3 separate regions of the Mus musculus genome follow, and all the other regions are linked to region 1. A link is a contact called in public promoter capture Hi-C data. All regions are on one chromosome and are shown on one strand. The core of a region is the stretch at or near the end of the contact, and the rest is flanking DNA. Distances in the headings are between cores, read along the strand shown. Region 1 holds the start of Sertad2 (SERTA domain containing 2). Region 2 holds the start of Rel (reticuloendotheliosis oncogene). Region 3 holds the start of Fbxo48 (F-box protein 48).

Evidence for each region. Promoter capture Hi-C pulls out the DNA fragments that hold promoters and counts their contacts.
Region 2: a promoter capture Hi-C map of pre-B cells shows a contact between it and region 1, with 3 times the contacts expected there. The contact joins the promoter of Rel here to the promoter of Sertad2 in region 1. A contact is called at or near these places in 2 of 39 promoter capture datasets (liver and pre-B cells).
Region 3: a contact with region 1 is called in a promoter capture Hi-C map of pre-B cells, with 6 times the contacts expected there. The contact joins the promoter of Fbxo48 here to the promoter of Sertad2 in region 1. A contact is called at or near these places in 1 of 39 promoter capture datasets (pre-B cells) and 1 of 484 Hi-C or Micro-C datasets (CD4 T cells).

What each region holds. Positions count from the first base shown.
Region 1 is chr11:20,630,622-20,633,523 of GRCm38.p6, forward strand. Sertad2 (SERTA domain containing 2) reads left to right here and starts at 1,356. Exons shown (of 2, transcript NM_001038625.1): 1 at 1,356-1,652.
Region 2 is chr11:23,769,329-23,772,266 of GRCm38.p6, forward strand. It overlaps Rel (reticuloendotheliosis oncogene), which reads right to left and starts at 1,641. Exons shown (of 10, transcript NM_009044.3): 1 at 1,352-1,641. The coding sequence starts at 1,361.
Region 3 is chr11:16,949,911-16,952,983 of GRCm38.p6, forward strand. Fbxo48 (F-box protein 48) reads left to right here and starts at 1,500. Exons shown (of 4, transcript NM_176982.2): 1 at 1,500-2,554. It overlaps Eldr (Egfr long non-coding downstream RNA), which reads right to left and starts at 1,372. Exons shown (of 4, transcript NR_110425.1): 1 at 1,110-1,372; 2 at 972-1,020.

The DNA of each region.
Region 1 (2,902 bases), core at 106-2,605:
GCACACATCATAATAATAATTATTATAATTATTAGAGACACATTCTCACTATTTAGTCCTGGCTGGCCTACAACTGCCTATGTAGACCAGGCTGACCTTGAACTAAGAGAGATCTGCCTGCCTCTTCCTACCTAGTGTAGGGGTCCTACAACTGGTGATGGCTCATATTTAATTTTGATAGGATCATCAACTCGATTGATAACAAATCATTACAGAACAGTTTGAGTTGGAATAAATTTGTCTTGATGTTTAAGACCTTTATGTTAGGTCTTAAAGCTTTATTGTCCTTAAATACAACTAGTGTCATGGACCATTAAACAGCAAAGTGGTCTGAAGAGAAATTATTGATTGGAGTGGCAGCCAAAATTTTAAAGTGCCTGAATTTCTTTTGTAATATCTTTATGTAGAATGCATATGCCATTTTAAAGGTAATGATAAATGTTCCTGTTGAGCTGTCCCTGGCCTCTTAGTTCTCTTAAATTCGAACCACTTAGGCACATGCTAATACTAAGGACAATATAAAGCTCCTTGCTAAGTTTGAGTAGTTAAAAACATTAAGGATTTTTTGTTGTTTTGGGGTTTTTTGTTTTTTGTTTTTTAAATGGGAAAGATAAGGCTATCAGCGTGAAACTTGTGGGCAGAGGACCACGCCTCCAGTTCCCTGTGTTCTCCAAGCGTGGTCTCCCTCTGGTTGGCTGCATGGTCTCCATAAAGGATGCAACTCTGGTATGTCCGACCGACTCCAAAGGTACTAGTTGGTGACTCATTTCAACTTCTGTCGTCAGCTCCACACGGAGCCCTTGGCCCCTCCCCCCATTCCCATATCTCCGAGGGCCATTGGTGGACCCTATCCTCCCGCCAGCCGGCCCAAGTGGCCAAATAGCTCGGATGCCTGTCATATTTGTGGTCGCGCTCCTCTGCGGACTGTGCCAGCGCTGCCGTCTTTGTCATCACCCACTCTGTCATGTCTGTTTTCCAGTATGTGGGGGCCATTAGTGGTAGTAGTGGCGGTCCGGCTTGGGCGCTCCCATTTCTACCTCTCCTATTTAGCTTTCAGTCCACAGAAGAGGCTGCATAAGCTTGGTGTCTGTCCGCCGCTTCCTGAGAGTTCACCCTGAGGGAATCTGCATTTATGGCACTTGGGCGGGCCCGGGGCGGGCCCTGCGAAGCTGAGGCGGGTCCGGACCGGCTGGAGGCGGGGCCTACGGAGATCTGGACCTGAAGGCACGGGTGGGCGGGACCTATAGTAGGAGGTGGGAGGGGCAGGGTGGGGCCTATACTGCAGGGGCGGGGCTGGTGGGGCGGGGCCCGGCCAGGCAGGGGGTGGGGCCTACGGGGCCTGGCCGGAGCTCGCCAGAGGCTCGCAGGCGGACGTCACTCCCGCACGGCGAGTGCTGGAGCACGAGCTGTACCTCTCTCGGCCCGGGCGTCCACTCCGCCCGCCTCCTGCTTCCTCCAGGCTGCCCGCCGCCTCCACCATTGTATAATGTTCCCGACTCGCAAGCAGAGGACGCCGGAGTCGTAGCTCCGGCCTCGCCGAGCTCCCTGCTACCGTCGGCCCCGCGGCGGGGGCGCCCCGCATGGAGCGGGCATAGCTTGAGGGGTGGGCGGAAACCCCTCCGATGCGTTAGCTCCTGGTGGACCTGCTTGTGGTGAGTTCCGGGCCGAGCTGGAGGCTCCCCGGGGTTGGGCTCCGGCGGGCGAGGGGCGGTGCTGGGCTGGGCCAGGCGGGAGCCCAAGGCAGCGGAGGCCGGACCGGGCAGGTTGGGGAGCACCCGCTGGCCGCCTGGAGACCCCGACTGTCACGACCTGGGGCGGGGTCCGGGCGGCAGGGGCCCGGAGCTTTTGCCGTCACAGCTGGTGTGTGTGTGTGTGTGTGAGTGTGTGTGTGTGTGTGTGTGCGCGCGCGCGCGCGCTCGCTGTGGTGGCTCTGGTGCTGAGAACGTGCGAGACTTTTTTTTTTTTTTAAAGATTCCGGTTGCTGGCAGGGAGGCTGCTTCACTTTTGAGTTCCGTGTCTGGGTTTGCATCCAACTTGCTATATTGTGTTTCGAGAGTTTCCCGGTGGTTTTGCGTTAAAACAGTTCTCTTCACCCTCTTTTCTTCCGTGCCCAAGTGAATTGATTTTGGATCCAAATGTTTATTAAACTTAATGCCTTCCTGGTTTTTAAATTAGAAATCTACAAGTCATCTTGGTGTTAACCGCCTATGACGGGGCAGAGGGGGGGCGGTGCTGAGGGGAGCCAGCTGTCCCGACGCGTAGACTTTGTACCATTGACACTGGGCACTTCAGAGGACCATTGCGTCGAGAGAAAGTACTGAATTGTTCATATTTTTCTTAACTATAAATTGTCTTAGCTTTAGCCGGAATGGTAGCAAATCAGTAGAGTTGAAAATTGAATTGTAAGTTTCGCAAAGCAGTGAGACTGTTTTAGAATAACTTTTTGCTCGCATCTAGGTAGTTTCAGGAGTAGAAAGTCGGTTTTGCAGGCACTGAGTGGAGGGCAGTCAGCAGGGACAGACTCAGAAACGGCAGATTTTATTTAAGTAGAATCAGTCAAACCCTAGCTGGCTTTCAGGAACAGTCGTTGTTTTCAAGCTTTGTTCTTGAAACGTGCTTTTGAATTCCTAGTATTTGTTAAGAAGTGTTCAGAACCTATGGAAAAGGGCCTGGAGGTTGTAGTCACCAGTAGGATGGCCCAGGCCCTAACTGTTCAGAATTGCTTTTTGTAATTTTTGTGACTGGCAGGAATGAGGTGGGCCTGGGCTCCACTTAACCTCCTGGAAGGCTCCACACCAGAGAGCCCTGGGTCTGCTGCTGGGTTAGTTGCTTACCCAGTGGCTACTTCACCAGAGCCCTTTAATATCATAGTATCCCGATTTGAGGGTGAAGTTATTAAGAT
Region 2 (2,938 bases), core at 391-2,890, 3.1 Mb after region 1:
AACAGCACAAAATATATGTCCTTAGGCAAATTGCAATTGTATTACATTTTAAAATCATATCTGTCTTACAGTTCTTTAATAAATGACTTTTCTGTTGAAAAAAATTCAAGTATTGCATTCATACACTATATAATAAGATTCTATTAGGTAGACAAGGACAGAACTGTTTTAACAAAGCTTGCCACTCTTTACAAATGTCATACAAAAATCTCTTTCTGATTACCAATGAATTAAATACTTAAAGCCTTTTTGTGCTTCTAATCAGAACATGAGTTAAATTTACAAATTTACTAGAGCATCTGAAAGCCTGGCTTCATTTAAATGGGTAAAGAGAAAGTTGAAATATTTTAAACTACACTTGTTTTCTCATGAAAACCACAGACAAACTGAAATCAAGTGTCATGTGAAACACCCCAGTTTCCTTTACAGCAGGAGTTATGATATTGTTCTGCTCAACTCTTAAAGAGTTCACTAAGCTTTCTACTTCCTCTTCTCTGCCAGACGTCGGCTGCCTTCTACTGAGGGTCACTGGGAAGATAAGGGTCAGCGTCCTGCTACAGACAGAAGGTGTCATTTTTAGCTCCCACCACCATCTCAGCTGCTTCAAGTGCTTGCTTTACATATAGTACGACTGTCATACTAAACTCCCCTGTCCTGTAAACTGTTTCTTATAAATGTCCCCCTCAAAGCAGATGATCCAAAACTTACTAGTGGCAGATAAAACACTGACATTAAACGATGACATTTTCAACCCTACCAGTTACTTTAAAGTATAATCAAATCTCGTCCTCTTGCTGCTAACAAAACGCGCGTGCAGGTTTGGGGTTGGGGGTTGAAGGGATCGAGGTCTCTACACGGTAAATTAGACAAGCAACATCTTTAGCTCGTGGGGGCGGGGGTAGTGTTTTCGCTTGGAACGAATTAAAACGCCACTGAGGACTTTCACAGCCACGCCACATTCTGTACCAGTGTCAGCCGCTAGCACGATTGGACTTAAAAAAAGAAAGCTCGTCTGAGGTCCGGAGGTTCCTCTTTTTTGTTCAAAAATGTAAAACTGGGTCTCCATACCACTGAGTCTTTAAACGCGAGGCTTCTCTGCTCTCCTTTACTGAGATTACCCCCTGTGATCCTAAAAGCACACCGTTGGGAATTTCGAAGGTTCTGGCTATTAGGAGAAGATCAGATTACAGTGCGCCGCTTTGATTTCACACGCAAACCCCGGAGCGGGCAACTTTTCAAACGGCTGACAATTTGCCAGATGAGAAGACTTGAAAGGCAGACCGTCCTAACCCCAAACGGAGCCCCCGACAGCTCCTCCCCGTGACCCGCGAGTGCTCGCCCCGGTACTCACTCGAGGCCATGGCTCGGCTCCGCGCGCCGCTCGCTGCAGCTTCCAGCGTCCGGCCCGAGGCTGCAAGGCAGCCAGTCAGTCAGTCAGTGAGTCAGTCAGCCAGGCAGTCGGTCAGGCAGGCAGTCAGCCAGCTAGCCCGTCAGTCAGCCAACCAGTGAGGAGGCTGAGCAGCCTCCGCAGCCGGGACGCCTGTCCTCGGACCACCCCCGGGCCTCCTCTTCTTTCCCGGCTCCTCTGGGTTTGCGGCTCACACCTTCCCACCCCCGAATCTTCGCGCTCCGGTCACTAGTGTCCTGGCGTCGCCTTGCCAGGATGCCGCGGCAGGGGCAGGGGGCGGGGCGGACCGCCCGGCGGAACGTGGGGGGAGGGGGGGGGATTTCCCGCTGCTTACGTCACTCGCGCCACCGCCTACCCGGGGCGGGGGGCGGAGCCTCGCGGCGGGCGCGCGACCCCGCGCGGGCCAGTGCGCTTACTTCCTCCAGAGCCACCACAGCCTGCACGCTCGCGCCGGGAGCTCCGTGAGGGCGCGCAGCGACGACTCCGCGCGTGAGAAGCCGTCGGTCCCTGAGAAATCCCCCTCCTCCAGAGTCCTTGAGAGCGCCGCTTAAAGCCGAGGGGCGTGTTCGTGACGTCATGCTGGCCGAGCGGCCGGAGGCGGGCCGGGCGGTGCACCGGGCGCGCTCCTTGGCCGCCCGAGGCCCGCCCGGGGTTTTCGACCGGTGGTTCCCCCTCTTCCCGATTTCGCACATGCAAATCTCCGCCCCCGCGCCAGAGAGTTGTCCGGGTGCTCTGGAGGGGAAGTGCGGAAGCGCCAGCGCCCGCGTTCGGCAGTAAGGCGCAGATTTGCATACGGGGACCCCCGCAGCCTTATTTTCCCTCTATATCTACATTACGTCTTTTACCTACCAAAGTTTTTCAGCTGCACTGCGAGGCCGCTAACCCCATTCTGTATAAATGTACACGACGTCCAGAGATTGGCCGAGATACCCACGGCCTGAGGCCTGGACCGAACTTTGGTGCTTTGACAGGTCAGGCGGAATCTTGTTTGCCTTCAGTTGCTAATACGCACCTGTTCTCTTAGTCTATGATGTATTAGCATGTCATTGTATACACGAGTATTAGGGTTGATTGGGGTTTGGAGAAGCTGAGTAGCTTGTCCATACTTTAGAGTTCTAGAAAGGAATTGCACGATTTAAGCTTAAGATTATCCAGCCCCGTTTAGCGCACTGCACTCCCAGCACGCGGGAGGCTGAGGTAGGTGGACTGTCTCAACAACAGAAATAACTCAGGGTTATCTGGCTCCACCTCTTACGTTCTCCAGTCATTTACTGACTAAAACAAGTAATGGAGGGGAAATAGAGAATATCATCTTGCATGGCCAACAAGATAGCTTAGAGAATAATTGCGCTTGCTACCAAGCCTGACAAATTGAGTTTGATCCATGGAAGGACAGAATCAACTTCCAAAAGTTGTCCTCTTACCTCTACATGCGCTTCAAAGAACGCCAAAGTGTGTGTGTGTGTGTGGGGGGGGGGGGGTTGGATAATTAAAATATATACTATCCTGTCATAAAAAATTCATCCTGTT
Region 3 (3,073 bases), core at 250-2,749, 3.7 Mb before region 1:
CTCATCTGTCGCTTCTGTTTGTCATTCGCCGACTCCTTGTCCACCTGCAACCAGAGACCCGTTCCACACAGATAGGAGACCCAAAAAGGCGATAGTCTGCGGCAATACTGCCCACAGTGGGCTGGGCTCGCCATAGATCTATCATCAAGAAAATGCCACCATAAACTTGCCTACAGTCCAGTCCGAGTGAGACAATTCCTCATTTGAGGTTCCTTCTTCCAAGGTGTCAAGTTGACAAAAACCAACCAGCACACACCAAATGGTGCCCCCTTCCCCCCACCCCCCCACCACCACCACCACATACACACACACCATTTCCTCTTTCCTTGTATTTCTGACTCATATCTTCTATAGAAAGCTATAGGCTTTCTTATGCCAGCTAGTGGGATGTATGGCTTTGATCGGATTGGTGTTTTTTATGAAAGCAGCTCCCTTCCCTCAGCTCTCACCCCAAGGTCTGTTCCTTCTGGTAAGTCTCTGACTTCTTATTTCAGACATTAACTGGGAATGTGAAGAAGCTCAATACACGAGGTAGTCCGCTCTTAAATGTGTCTTCCCAGGGGAGTCACAGTTTCTTGAATCCATAACAGGGGATATTGAGCGTTTCTATGTATATATATGTACATCCTGGAAAGTTCCCCAGGATGCTTTCTGCCATTAGGCCTAAGTAAACAAGTATCTCTTAGCTTCAACATCTTTATAATCAGAGACATATAGAATGTTCAAACTAAAGGCCGTAAGGGTGTAATATGCAAAAGCAGTCTTAGAGAAATACAGAACTGCACGAAAGACTGGCAAGGGGTAAATGTTGAATGCTAGCAAATATCTTCTCTGGGAACAAAACTACAATGTTCAGCTAACTTAATAACCACATAAGCTGAAAGGTTTGCAATTCCATCGTATATAGCAGTCTCGGTAGTCCTTGATATTTCACTATATTTTTGCAAGATGCTACTAGATAGAATACATACCGCATCGAGCGTTAAGCTTCCCCGGGCAGCTCCCTGGAATGTTACTATGCTAAGAAACAAAGGAAATGAGTAACACGATATTATCATCAAAAAAAATTTCAACGTGAACTTTTTCAGCAACCTTTGTCGAGCACACACCTCAGGGAAGGAGCACCTAGTCAGGTTGCAGAGTCCCCTGGGGAGAGAGAGCCTTGGCGCTCAAACTCTCGGCCGTCTCAAAGCCCTCGCTAGCTACCAAAGCACTTTGGGAGTCCCGCCCTTTGCAAGTCCCGCCCTTTGTAAGTCCCGCCCTTTGTAAGTCCCGCTCTTTTAAGTCCCGCCCATGTGCCCGCTGTCACTCAGCGGGGACGCTGGACCTTGCAGTGACTTGGGCCTCCTTTCTTTCCTTCCCTTACGGTGATGAAACGCAGGGTAAACTACCAATCCCAGAAGGCACCGCGCATGCAAATGGGTGGAGCGAGGCTTGAGAGGGCGGGACATGAAGGCCTTCCGGAAAAGATTCAAATCCGGAGGACTGAAATCGCGGGAGGAGCCGGCACCGCGCCTTTAGGTAGGAGAGGCAGCTCTGCCCTTCCCTGCACAGGGACCAGCGTGCTCAGCTGTGGTCGGTCGCTTCTCCTGCCTGTCCTCACAGCACAGGGATGTGGTTGCGCTCGCCAGGACTGGTGTGGGCTCCCTGAGAACTAGTCTTGCCCGACGATGCTCTTTCTCGGTTTGCTCACTCCTAGTGACATTTGACAGGACGGTGGATGGAGGGGCTGGAGGTGGCCCAGAGTGACCGCTCTTCTCAAAGACCCAGGTTTAGTTCCCAGTGTCCACAGAGGGGTCTTGCCACTGACTGTTACTCCATTTCGGGGATCCCACCCCCCTTTTGGCTCCTGCGGGCAGCGCACGCACTGTGTGCTGAGACTTGTTTGCAAGCAAACCGGCAATACACATACATAGAAGCAGATCTTTGAAAAGGAGGTGGGAGGACCGCAAGCTAACGCAATATTTCCGCAAGGTTGGTTCAAAAAGAGGCGACATACAAGGAATAGCTTTCGAGGCATTCAAGAGAGATAATTTAGAAGATTCCTAGTGAGATTTTTGGGAATATGACCAAGGCACCACAGAATGTTCAATTGAAAAACTTCCTGCCTCTTGTGGAATTCCTTTGACAGAAGGAAAGATTTTATTCCTAGGGAGAGCCTGGGAGAAACAGCAAACATCTGAGTGTAGTGTAACCTCCTAATAGAAACTTAGTTTCAAAGATGACACTTTGCCTTTAGTTTGTACCAGTGGTAGGAGGGGAGAAGGTTCGTTGCAAATACTTGATCTTGTGGGTTTTGTCTTGTTTTTGCACACCAAGTTGCTTTCTATTTTCTATTTCTAAAGGAAGCCCCTGTTCAGTTCAGACATTACAGTTCTAACCACAACCAGTTTGGATCATAAACAGCCTAACCAAAGGTAGTCACCATGATGTTACTAACTACAAAGACTCGAGTAGTGCATCTGAAAAGGGAATTGTTAGTCACTGAATGAAGAGATATTTAGCTATACATCAAATGCCTATTGTATCCTGATTCTCCACCACAAAAGGAACTGTAAGTATTATAAAGTAGGTAAACACAAATTGTGCTTATATTGCAACATGGCCCAGGATGATGTGTGCAGCCTTGAAGCTTCCAGAAGCTTCCACTGTGGTCCTTGAGAACATTAGCTGGAATAAGGCTTTACATCTATAGCTATATACTATTCCTAGCTGAATTATGAACTACTTAGATTGTACTTGTCACTCAGTAATAGATTTGGGGACAGTGATCCTTAGCTCATAATTAGGCACATAAGATAGATTGATTTCTAAGACACCACTCTTGAAGTGTAATTGAATATATGAGACTCCATAATTATGGTCAGGACTTCATCCTGGACTATTTTGGGTAAACTGATGTCAAGAGTATGCACTTGTCCACTACATCCAAACGGTTAAGTAGTTCTTATACAGATTACTAAAGGACCAGCAGGTTTGTGACTCTGTTAGCTCGAAGGTGAGGAAACCAATGGTAAAGCATCAGTTCACATAGAGACTTTTAATAAACACTAAAGTAGTCATTATTACTAAA